Linked DNA regions of Sus scrofa: region 2 is linked to region 1. The links are chromatin contacts, called in public HiChIP or PLAC-seq maps. All regions are on one chromosome and are shown on one strand. Each heading gives the region's core, a stretch centred on a gene start, on an enhancer-like site or on the middle of the called end of the contact. The rest is flanking DNA. Distances are from core to core; before and after follow the strand shown.

Region 1 (5,671 bases), core at 1,887-4,386:
AAGGCTGCTAGTTTGGTGAATGTTGGGCATGAGGTAGAAAGCACTTTAAATTAGGGGTCAAAGAATATAGGATCTACCCGGAGCTCTACACTTAATCCCTCTTGGGCTTTGGTTTCCACTGAGCTCAAGTATGAAACTTGTGTCAAATGATTCCCAAAATCCCTTACTCTTTTACAATTCCATGAATCAATGAAGTCTGCAATATGTGAATTTGAAGTGTGTCTATATTTTAGAGCAACTACTGGACCACGCACCACATTACATTCTGCAGAGGATACCATCCCACATATCCGAGTTCTGCCTCGGGAAGAGTGGTGCTTGCAGCCCTACATACCATTCAACCCAACCTGTGCATCCTGCAAATAGCCTTAGCTGTTTGGAAAACTATCACACGGTGGGCCTGTTAGATTCTCTTGTGGGACCTAGTGTCACTGATGGCATTTATAACAAAAGGATTGATTGTAATAGATGATTATGTTTCAGGAAGCATTTTCCTGGAACCTCCCAACTGGGCAAGAAGGGTGAATGAGCACTGCCTTGACTGTTTCTCCAGGACCTATGCAATAGCTGATTCACTGAAGGCTTTATTTTAAAATGTCTGTTGAGCTGAATGGCCCACGATTGCTTTACATTCTGTGAAGATATAAAAAGAGATATAATTTATAGCTGTGCTACATAAGCAGCTTGCAGTGTAGTTGGGAATATACAAGAAAAACAAATAGAAAACATGGTGATTTGCAATGGATTTCAAATAGCTAGGAGAAGGAAAGGTCAGCGAGGTCTAATATGTTTAGAGAAGGTTTATAGAAGAGGGAAGTTGAGTTACTTGAGAGCTGGGTGGGATTTGGCAAGGTGGAGCTAGGTGAGGAGGGGAGGCGAAGAGGCTAAGCCAAGGCCTGGGGGTGGTAATGAGAATTTTGTGCTACTCATGCTTACAGTTTAACAATTCACATTAAGAAATTTGGTAGACAATAGAGGGTTTGGCTAAGATTCCTGACCCTGGAGTTGGCCTTTCTGGATTCAAATCCCAGCTCCACACCCACCTCTTCCCATTATAGGCTTTGTGAGGTAGGGCAATTTATTTAACCTTTCTGTGTCTCAGTTTCCTTATCTGTAAAATTGGGGATAATAACAGTATCCACCTCATAGGGGTGTTGTAAAGATTAAAGGAGTTGTTGTTTATAAAGGTTTTAGATTAGTGTCTGGCACTTAGTAAACACTTAATATTGGCTTTTATCATCTGTTGTTGTAATACATACCTGGTAGTAGGTTCCAATAGAAGAACTATGAATTTTAAATAGCATATTGAATAACAGATCTCTTGGTCATTTAGGAGGCCAGGTACTGTCTGAGTTGCTACTGAATTTGTAGATCACTGGTTGGGACTGGCTATGGTAGGAAAGAATATTGAATATACAGAACCCAGTGGAAGGTCTAGAGAGCTGGGGGAGGAGATTGGATTTGGTGCATAACTGCTAGGGCACAGTTGCTTTTCCTGAACAGGGAAGTGATGTGATGACAGTCAGAGAAGGAGAAACAGGGACAGGAGGCCCAGTGAGGACCCAGAGGGGCTTATTGCAGTAATTGGGTGCTAGGTGATGAAGGCCAGGGCCAGGGCTGTGGCTGTGACTGAAATGCCACGGGAAATCTGAGACTTCAAAGGAACAACGTCCATTTCTCACCCCCTCTGCTGCCACCACCCTGGTCCAGGGCATCAACTCTTGCTTCGATTGCCTTAGCTCTTCTTAACCCTTCTCTGTTTTTGGCCTCACCTCTTGCAGCCTTATGTCTAAACATTTGCTCCTTTGCACATACTGTCCAACAGCTCCTGCCTCGCTCAGAGGACAAGCTGAACTCCTTCCTCATAAGGGTCTGCAAGGACTGCACCACTGGGCTCTCGTTACCTCTGACTTTACCCCCCAACTGGGAATCCACTTATCCTCTGCATTGCACAAAGCTGTCATCCATCCTGGTCTTCAAATATATCAGACCTGGCCTGCCCCAGGGAACTTGTCTGTGCCTGTTTTTCCCTTAAATATCTGCGGGGCTAGTTCCCTCACCTCCTTTTGGTCTCTGCTCAAATGTCACCTTGTTAGGGACATCTTTCTTGATCAATGTACTGAAAATAGCAACCGTCTTCATTCACCTTGGCACTTTCCACCTGCCTTACTCTGCTTGCCTTTTCCTTCCTTATCCCTGTCTGACACCAGTTCTTTATTTGTTCATTGTCTCATTCTCCACTAGGATGTTAGCTCTACGAGGTCAGATATCTTTGACTGTCTTGCTCATTGATGCACCCACAGGACCTGGAGGCCTAGCATTTAGGAGCTGCTCAATAAACACGTGTTGAATGAATGTGACTAAAAAGCTATCAGTTGTATCAGGCACAGTGGTGGGGACCCCTTAAAAGCACCTTCATTTATTCCTTGTAAAGACCCTGTTAGAAAGTATTGTCCTCATTGTTTTACAAATGACAATATCATATCGAGGCAAAGAGACAGAGCATGGAGCTGGTGGGTGACACAGTCAAGAGCTGTGTCCATTCCTCTGACCTTGGTTCTGTGTGTGATAAAGATGGGATGGGGAGGGAGGGGTCAGCAAGGCACCCAGGCTTCCAGCCTCTGAGCCATGAAAGAGCAGCAGAACCACCAACAGAAGTGGGACTGTGGGGAAAGAAGGCCAGTGTTCCAGAAAAAGAAGAAGTGTAGTGATGAAATGTTGGATCAAGAAGATATTCAGGGGGAAATCTTTAATCTTAAGTAGGGTGACTAAATAATATATTGACTAATCATATATCATCTGAGACCTTGCTGAGAGTCAAAGTGGGCATATTAATAACAAAGTCTGTCTGGAATGACAGACATAAATTGGGACTGTCTCCGCAAAGGGGAACAAGTGGTTCCCCTGGATTTAAGGAATTGGGAAGTTGGTGAGAGATCATGTCTAGAGATTTGGGTGTTTCCCTTTGAGAGGGACACAGGAGAAGCCAGGAGGCTGGGGTGTCTCATCCGTAGGTTAAGGAAAGAAGGGGACCTCAAAGCCAGCTTCTGGACCCCCACCCATAGAGAAGAGTGAGACGAGAAAGAGGAGTCTGTGAAGGACCCAAAAGAACCCAAAGGGAGCACAGAGGTCAGAAGGAGTGGTGGGCAGGAAGGAGGGGAAGTGGGTGGAGGCCATGTGTGGCAGGGCAACTTTAAAGTAGGTCAGCTGACACTTGGCAACAAAACCAGATTAGAGACTCGATTTTGTAACACAATCGTCATCTATCCCCACAAAGTGCTAAAAGGCATTTAATTAAAGTAGATTAAAATTAATTTTGATTTGAAGACTTTTTTTCTGCCATTGCCCTCATTATATTTTGAGACGCTTCGGGTGCTTTCAAAGACTGGATCTGGAATGAGGGTTTGGTGCCCCAGCCGGAAGTTTCCTTGTGCCTCTGCCTGACCTGAGTCACTAAAAGATCCTATATTTAGAGTGTCATTGACACAGATAAAATCTGGGTCCCAGGTGGAAGATGCAAAAGCAAAAAGGGGTACTTTTTTCTTCGGAGTCAAGAAGATTGAAAATCGAGTTTCTGGGCTAGTATTGGTAATATTGCCTGAAATCTGATTTTTCTTGGTAGATTAGAAATTTTGATAACTTAATTATCAGTTCAAGCAGATGTTTTCCTACACCAGCCCATTACTTCATTGAAGGAAGTGTGTGTGTGTGTGTGTGTGTGTGTGTGTGTGTGTGTGTCGGGGGTAGGGTGGGGTGGGTGGGGGCAGCCAGTAAACAAAACCCTAGTTCAAAATATTAAAATGATAGCATTGACAGAAATGCTGGTGAAGTATACCTATTGATAAAATCGTTTAAATGTGGTCTGTCATGTAACAGTTAAGAAATAAGAGCTAGGTCACTAACCACGTTTTTGTCTCCCCAGCCATTAGTCCATTGGACTTAAGCCAGAAGGGATCTTTTTCAGGTAGAGACTATTCGTGAATAGCACATGTTTAGAGTTCTCAGTTTATCAGACAGTAACAGCACATGACCAGGGACCTGGAAACAGAATCCCTCCCTTGCCTTCTCTGAAAGGAAAGCTGAATACTTGTGTCTGGTAGCAGCATCAGTTAGAGGATACACAGCAGGCCTCCCCCATCGCTTCTTTTTATCAGAGCAAAAGTGTGACTGGGCTGCAATCACAGGGGCATATAACTCCTCGAAACCAAAAGGAATAAAATCTCACAGGACTTCAAAGGGAGCAAAATCATTAACATTGAGCCAAAGCCCACTAGCATGCATCACAGACATCAAATAGATATAGAGGGCTCCTCTGAGAGGAGAAAATGCATGACTCTAGGCTACCCCTGCAAAAGATGCTAATACCAATACCTCAAACTGGTTTCACAGAAGCAGTCCATCTGAAGCTGGCTGTCAAGCCTTAACTGATGAATGTTTGCTGTCAAGGCTGTCCTTGAGCAGAATGAGGGACAGGGCTTGGTTGAGGCATACCACTCCCCTCGGCCCTTCTCAATGCCCTCCCTAAAGACTGAGTCCCTTAAAGAGCTTCATCGAAGGTTTTATGCTCAAAATGATAATTTCTCAGAGCCATATGGTACAATGTCAATCACGTTCAATACTCCCCTCCTTTTCCTGTTATCACCTTCTTCCCTCTTCCTCTCCTCTTGTTCCCATCTGTTTAATTTTCATGGTTTTTCTTTTCTGTCTCTTTAACCATTCTTTTCCTTTCCTGAGATATGAAACTGGGGGGTGGGGATAGAAGGTGGAGAGAGAGAGAGAGAAAGAGAGAGGGAGAGAGAATGAGAGAGAGAAAGGAGTGAAGGAGGGAAGGAGAGAAGACAGGAAGGGGGGTTATCTGTTATCTCGTAGGTTGTATATAATGTTTGTTAATCCCAGGGATTTCTTATACTGCTGGTGTTTGTTTTCATCTCATAGTATTGTTGGGAGGATTAAATGCAGAGTACTTAGCCTAGTGCCTGTAGTACAGTAAAGTCCCAATAAACACTAGCTGTTATTTAAGTTTGCTCTGGAATAAATATCTTTATAGGTAGGGCATTCCATTTGTGTGGGGATTCTTCAGTTCTCCACAGTTCCATTTTCTGAAATACTTTCAGGGTAACTGATGTATATGCGCTCATGCATGTGGGTGAGCTCGTGTGTGTGTGTGTGTGTGCACACACACACACATTTTCTTTCCTTCTATTAAAGAAGGGTCACAATACAGAGGAAAGCAAATGCTTCACCTCTGTCTAGCAAAAAAGGCTTTCAAAATATTTTGACTGCCATGACTGTCACCTACACATACATACATCATGACTGTCACCTACACGTAAATGATAAAACAAATTTTCAAGAGGCAATACTGTTGTGGCGGCTGTCAGCAGCCCAAGGCCGGAGTGTGTCAGCTCTGGTGGCAGCCCTATGGCCAGGGTACCAGCTCCAGCAGCTCTGTGGCCACAGTGTACCAGCTCCAGCAGCTCTTTCACCCGGAGAGAAACCAAGCGAGCACTCAGAGTTGGAGAACTCATGTTTATTACGCCGGCGGGCTCAGAGGAGATCGCTCTCCCGAGTCTGAGCCCCAGTTTCACAAGGTTTTTGTGGGCTAGTTCTTCCAGATCCGTGCTTGGCAGACCAGAGAGAGAACTGGCAAAGTCGTAGATGCGGGAGCAAG
Region 2 (5,671 bases), core at 940-3,439, 140 kb before region 1:
ATGACAGGGAGGGCAGCAATTCCTAACCAAACCTGTCTCCTCCTCAAAGTAATTGTATGTACTTCATAGGCTTGGGAGAATTACATAGAACGATTTAACTAAAATCCTTTGTACATTGCCTTGCACATAGTCAGCACTCAATAAATGTTAGCTACTGTAATTTTACAATAATTTATTTACATTTAACTCACTTTTAAAGATTAGATTATATAGATTTTTCCCAAGGGTATTGGAAATTTACTCCAGATTTAGATCTCTTAATTATGTGGTTCCAGGGGGGTGATTTCTGTATCTAGATCAGCTACAAAGGTAGCTGATTCAGAGATACTAATGAATGGCTTGAAGTTCTGACGAGTTTGCAAAGTTTGGAGGGAAAAATAAAGGTTTTGGAGTAATGATAAGAGCATTTCTCTATGTTGGGGAAATGACATTTTTCAGCCACTTTCTCTCAGCTCTCTGCAAATAATTAGCAAGGAAAATAATACTGATTTTTGAATATTCTGAAGTGAGACAGTTTTTCAATTTTTGGTGATATTTGAGATATAATCCAAGAGACACTCTCCAAGTTGCAACCACTGGAAACTTCAGCCTAGATCATGGCTTTCTAGAAAGTTGGCACTGGGTATGTATCTGCAAACTTGAATAATAACAGAACCATAATTAAGAAATGTCTCAATCTTACGCTCAGAATTATGATTGCTTTGTGAATCATTTTGCATCTGTGTGTGTGTGAGGGAAAAACAATGGAAAGAGCCATGGAATTGCCGCCTTTGGAAAAGCGTAAACCTGAATAATACAGAGGAGACAGTGTGCCAGGCTTTTTGCAAACAAATCCGCAACCCTTCAACATTGTCGCTATCATCACTGCATTTTAAGGATGAGGAGACTGGCTCAGAACTTCCCTATGTGAGCAGTGAACTGGAATTTGAATGAAGGTTGATTTGGCTCCAGTGCCTGTGCTCTTTTTCTCAAATCGCACTCCCCAAACCAGAACTTCTTGCTGCTTGGTACTGTCACTGGAGCTAGTGTCACTCTTGGAACTGCTCAAGTTCTGAAATCATCTTCTGGAACTGCTGCTGTCACTGGAGGATTATGATGGTGGCTCTTTGCTCGCCAACCCATCCTCTGTTAAGGGGGAAAAGCTGCCACTCAGAGGAGGCGAATTGGAGGGCATAATAAAGCCCTTATTGCCCAGAAATATCCCTTCTCTTTTCTGACTTGAAATGGCCACTATTAAAGCCACTTGGTTTGGGGGGGGGGGGAAGCATCGTTGTCTTCAAAAAGTCCCTGTTAATTACAATACACATGCGCTACCTGGGAGTCAGAAGAGGCACTGAGGTTCTTCCAGCTCTGTCTCCTGTGTCTCTCTCTCTCATTAGCAGTTTAGTTGATCAGATAAGCTAGTTGTCACTTGACAAGCAAGGGTCACTGGTGCTCCGTGAGGGCTCTGTGAGGCCAGCAGTTCTGGGTAGGGGTCCTGAAATCCACAGAGTGATGGGGATGACTATGGACCCTCAGTCACAGCTGCTGTGGTGGTGATGGTCTGTTGGTTGCAAGTAACAGATATAGACCCAAGCTACCTTACACAGTAAGGGAATGTATTGGTAGAATACAGGGAGTTCCCCTTGCGGCGTAGTGGAAACGAGTCTGACTAGGATCCATGAGGACTCAAATTCGACCCCTGGCCTCTCTCAGTGGGTTAAGGATCTGGCAGTTGCCCTTAGCTGTGGTGTAGGTCACAGACATGGCTCAGATCCCGTGCTCTGATTTGACCCCTAGGCTGGGAGCTTCCATATGCTGCAAGTGCGGCTCTAAAAAGCAAAAAAAAAAAAAAAAAAAAAAAAAAAAAAAAGAAGAAGAAGAAGAATACCGCCGAGGTGTCTCAGGGAACTGTGGACTCATGGGACAGCCAGGACCCAGGCAGGGAGGAGCCAAGGGAAATCCAGGGACTGGAGTGGCATTTGGTAGAGGTAAGTCTCAGCCTAGAGCAATTCAATGACTAGGCTTGGCTCCTAATTCCCAGTTCCAATACATCTCAAGCCTCAAGTGAGAGGGAGAGTGTGATATTTCAGCTTAGGTGACCACAGTTGGCTTAAGCAGCAATGGCTGTGTGTGGGAAGGGGCAGGGATTGATTCAGGGAGAAATGCACACAACAGAAACAGGAACCCTCCCTCTCCGTGTGGGCAAATGCAACAGTTTCCAGAGAAGAGGGGTTGGGCTGACGCTGTATTAGACACCCACCGCATACCCCCACAAGAACAGGTCTTACTTGGGGAGTCACTCTGTAGGGGGAACTGCTTAGAGATTGTAGGCTGTGGAGGTTAAGGGTGCTGGCTTTGGAGCTGGACTGCCTGAGCCTGAAGGCCAGCTCCTCCACTTCTTGGGCAACCTAACTATTCTCTGTGTGTCTTTGTTCCCTTCTTGAGTGATGATAAAAATAGTACTTACTACCTGAGAGCATTAGGATTAAATGAGTTAATACACAAAAAGTTTAAAACAGTGCCTGGCACACAGTAAGCCCTGGATAAATCGCTATTACTACCAGGCCTTTGAGGTATCATAATATTCATTGAAATTGTCAAACGGGTTCACTTCACTTCAAAAATACTCAGTGGGACTTTTTTAAGAAGCAGTTTTATGAAAGAAAAGAGGAACACAATCAGATAAACACTTTGTTATGAAATATCTACTTAGTGGAACTTAGGCATAAATATAGATGCAACAAATATAAAATATAAAGAAAAGAAGTAAAACAAAGAAAATAAGAACAATAAAAGAAACAATGAGTGTAACATCAAAAGCACAGTCCACAAAGAAAAAAAAGATAAATTGAACTTCACCAAAAGTTAAAATTTTTGCTCTTTAATAGGTGTCATTATAAGAATGAATAGACAAGCAGAATATTTCTAGAGAAAATATTCGTAAGCCATATAACTGATGAAGGACTTAGGTCCAGAAGAAAAGAACATTTACAAGTCAACAATAAGACAAACTGCCTAATTAAAACACAGGCAAAGATTTGTGGATGGCTAATAAACACATGAAAATGTGACAGCATCGGTTTGGAAAATGCAGATTAGAAATCACAATGAGACACCACTATAAACTCTTTGAAATTATTCTGATCCAAAATACTGAGTTTATCAATTATAGGCACGTGAGGAAATGCACACACACCATTGGTGGGACTGTAAAATGGTGCGCCCACTTCAGCAAATAGTTTGGCAATGTCTTACATAGTAAAACATAAATTTGGCATATGACTCAGCAATCCCTCTCTTGGGTACATACCCAAGAGAAATAGCATGTTCACACAAACATTTTTTGTGTAAAAATATTCATAGAATCATTATGAACACAATCAAGTTAAAAAATGGACACAATCCAAATGTCCACTGACAGGTTGAATTGAATGTGGTATTATATATGCATAACATATGTGAATCTCAAAAATATCATGCAAAGTGAAAGAAGAAAGACACTTAAGATTTTATCTTGCATGATCCTATGTATATGAAATGTCTGGAAATGGTAATTACAGAGACAAAAAAACAGAACAGTAATTGCCTGGGTTGGGCATGGGAGTGGGGATTAACTACAAACAGAAATGACAGATTTTGAAGGTGATTGGAATGTTCTAAAGCTAGATGGTTGTACAATTGCATGAATTTACTAAAATCATTGAAATATATCCTTGTTAACAGGTGAATTTTATGGTTATTTAACTTAGCTTTATATAGGTTAAATCTCAATAAAGCTGCTTCTGCCCAATATTCAGTCATTTGGATTGAGTAAAAACTATAGCTAAAAATAATTAAAGGGGAGTTCCCTGGTGGCTCCATGAATTAAGAATCTGGTATTGTCTATGGCTCTGGTTACTGCTATGGCTCTGGTTACTGCTGTGGCACAAGTTTGATTCCTGGCCAGGGAACTTCACATGTTGTGGGGGTGGCCAAAAAAATAATGGCGAAAGAAGAAATCTCTTAGTCCAACGCTATTTGCTGAACCTCATTTTGGTTTCTTAATGTTTTATGCCCAGTCCCACTCCATCTTGCCACTGATCCGCCCTAGAGTAGTGATTTTCTGTTATCAGGGCTGATAGATCATGTATAGACAATGGAGTTTAAGAGTACTCTGGATTGAAACTATAGCGAAGGACCCTTTTAAGAACTATATTTATATAGCTCTAGCTTTTCCCATTCCTATTTGCTATCTACAGATTCAAGCATCACTGGAGTAAAAGAGTGTAAGAAACCATCCTCCAAAGAAAATTCTCCAGTGCTGATTTCTATAGCTGCCTGCGAATACCCAGGAATTTTTCTCTTTTTCTCAATGTGTCATATTGCCTTAACTGTGACAGGAAGAAAACAACTTTTAGGTTAAGTGCAACATCAAAAAGGCTTCTCCTCTTACTAAAAAAAAAAAAAAAACACACACACACACACACAAAAAAAAACACAAAAAAACCCATTTGCTTGATAGTTATTTCCTGTGTCAAACTATCAAATGTTTCCCCTGACAGCAGCCCTGGGGGTTTGTTGCTTGTTTCATGCCAACATGCTAATGTAAAGCACCTGAAGGGAATAACAGTCATTCATTTGTCCATCCATCCATCATCTACACATTCAACAATAGTTTCTTGAGTACTAGCTATATACCATACACTGTGTTGTGAGGATGGAAAAAACGAGTAAGAGAGGCATAGTCTTCACTCTCACAGAGATTAGAGTCTTGTTTGTATGACAGCCAAAAGCCAGCACTGAAGACACATTTCTCCATTTTCCAGGTTTCCTTGGGCTGGCCTTGGCTCTTCTAGTGGCTGCACTGGTGGCATCTCAGATGACCTGGTGACTATGCAGCACCTCTGACAGTGGAGGCAAGGAGCTCCCTGCTGCTGGTAATGGTTTTGATCCATTGGCAATGGTCACTTTGGCAGGCTCCAGAAGGGCAGGCTGGGGGCCTTCTCTTTAATGACAAGTGCAGAAGTCTTAGGGGTGGCCACAAGAGGTCTTAGGTTGGCAGTTGTGACTCTGCCATTGTCAGAGGTGCCTCTAGTACCTAGTACACAAAAATCAAATGCAGGAGTTTCCATTGTGGCTCAGCGGGTTAAGAACCTGACATAGTATCCATGAGGATACAGGTTCTATGCCTGGCCTTGCTCAGTTAAGGATATGGTGCTGCCTCAAGCTGTGGTGTAGGTCGGAGCTGCAGCTTGATCTGAGGTTGCTGTGCCTATGCTATAGGCTGGCAGCTGCAGCTCTGACTTGATCCCTAGCCTGGGAACTTCCATCTGCCCCAGGTGTGGCTGTAAAAAAAAAAAAAAAAAAAAATCAAATGAAAGTTAGGAGTTTTTTTAAAAAATGAAAATATGTCTTCTGTACTTGCTTGGAAGCACATCAGATTGAAGGTAGAGATGAGAACTCATTCATTTCTCAAATATTTCATATTTCTGTGAATACTTAGTAAAATTAAGGTTGCTTTACAACTCTTGCAGTATTTTCAGTTCAGTGGGATGTGGTAGCTTCTTAACGTCATTATATAACACTGTTTTTAGAAAGTTAAAAATAATGTGTTGAGTTGGGGCACTACAGCAAAGAAGAGACAATAACTAATCAGCTTATTTATAACTAGGACCAACAGATAGAGGTCCAACTTTTACTTCTGAAGGAT

What was found. HiChIP or PLAC-seq counts read pairs in DNA pulled down with a chosen protein or histone mark.
Region 2: an H3K27ac HiChIP or PLAC-seq map of alveolar macrophages shows a contact between it and region 1. The contact joins two enhancer-like sites. A contact is called at or near these places in 2 of 5 promoter capture datasets (fetal liver and fetal skeletal muscle) and 1 of 2 datasets of contacts at active chromatin or transcription factors (alveolar macrophages).

Annotation. Positions count from the first base shown.
Region 1 is chr5:32,757,361-32,763,031 of Sscrofa11.1, reverse strand. No RefSeq gene overlaps it. Among named protein-coding and RNA genes, the nearest start is that of MDM1, 87 kb to the right of the region's middle. Within about 2 kb of position 3,136, at least 3 of the 83 cell types and tissues checked have an H3K27ac peak or open chromatin away from gene starts, as enhancers often do. A contact at or near this core is called in alveolar macrophages, where this site is marked.
Region 2 is chr5:32,893,314-32,898,984 of Sscrofa11.1, reverse strand. No RefSeq gene overlaps it. Among named protein-coding and RNA genes, the nearest start is that of RAP1B, 14 kb to the left of the region's middle. Within about 2 kb of position 2,189, at least 1 of the 83 cell types and tissues checked has an H3K27ac peak or open chromatin away from gene starts, as enhancers often do. A contact at or near this core is called in alveolar macrophages, where this site is marked.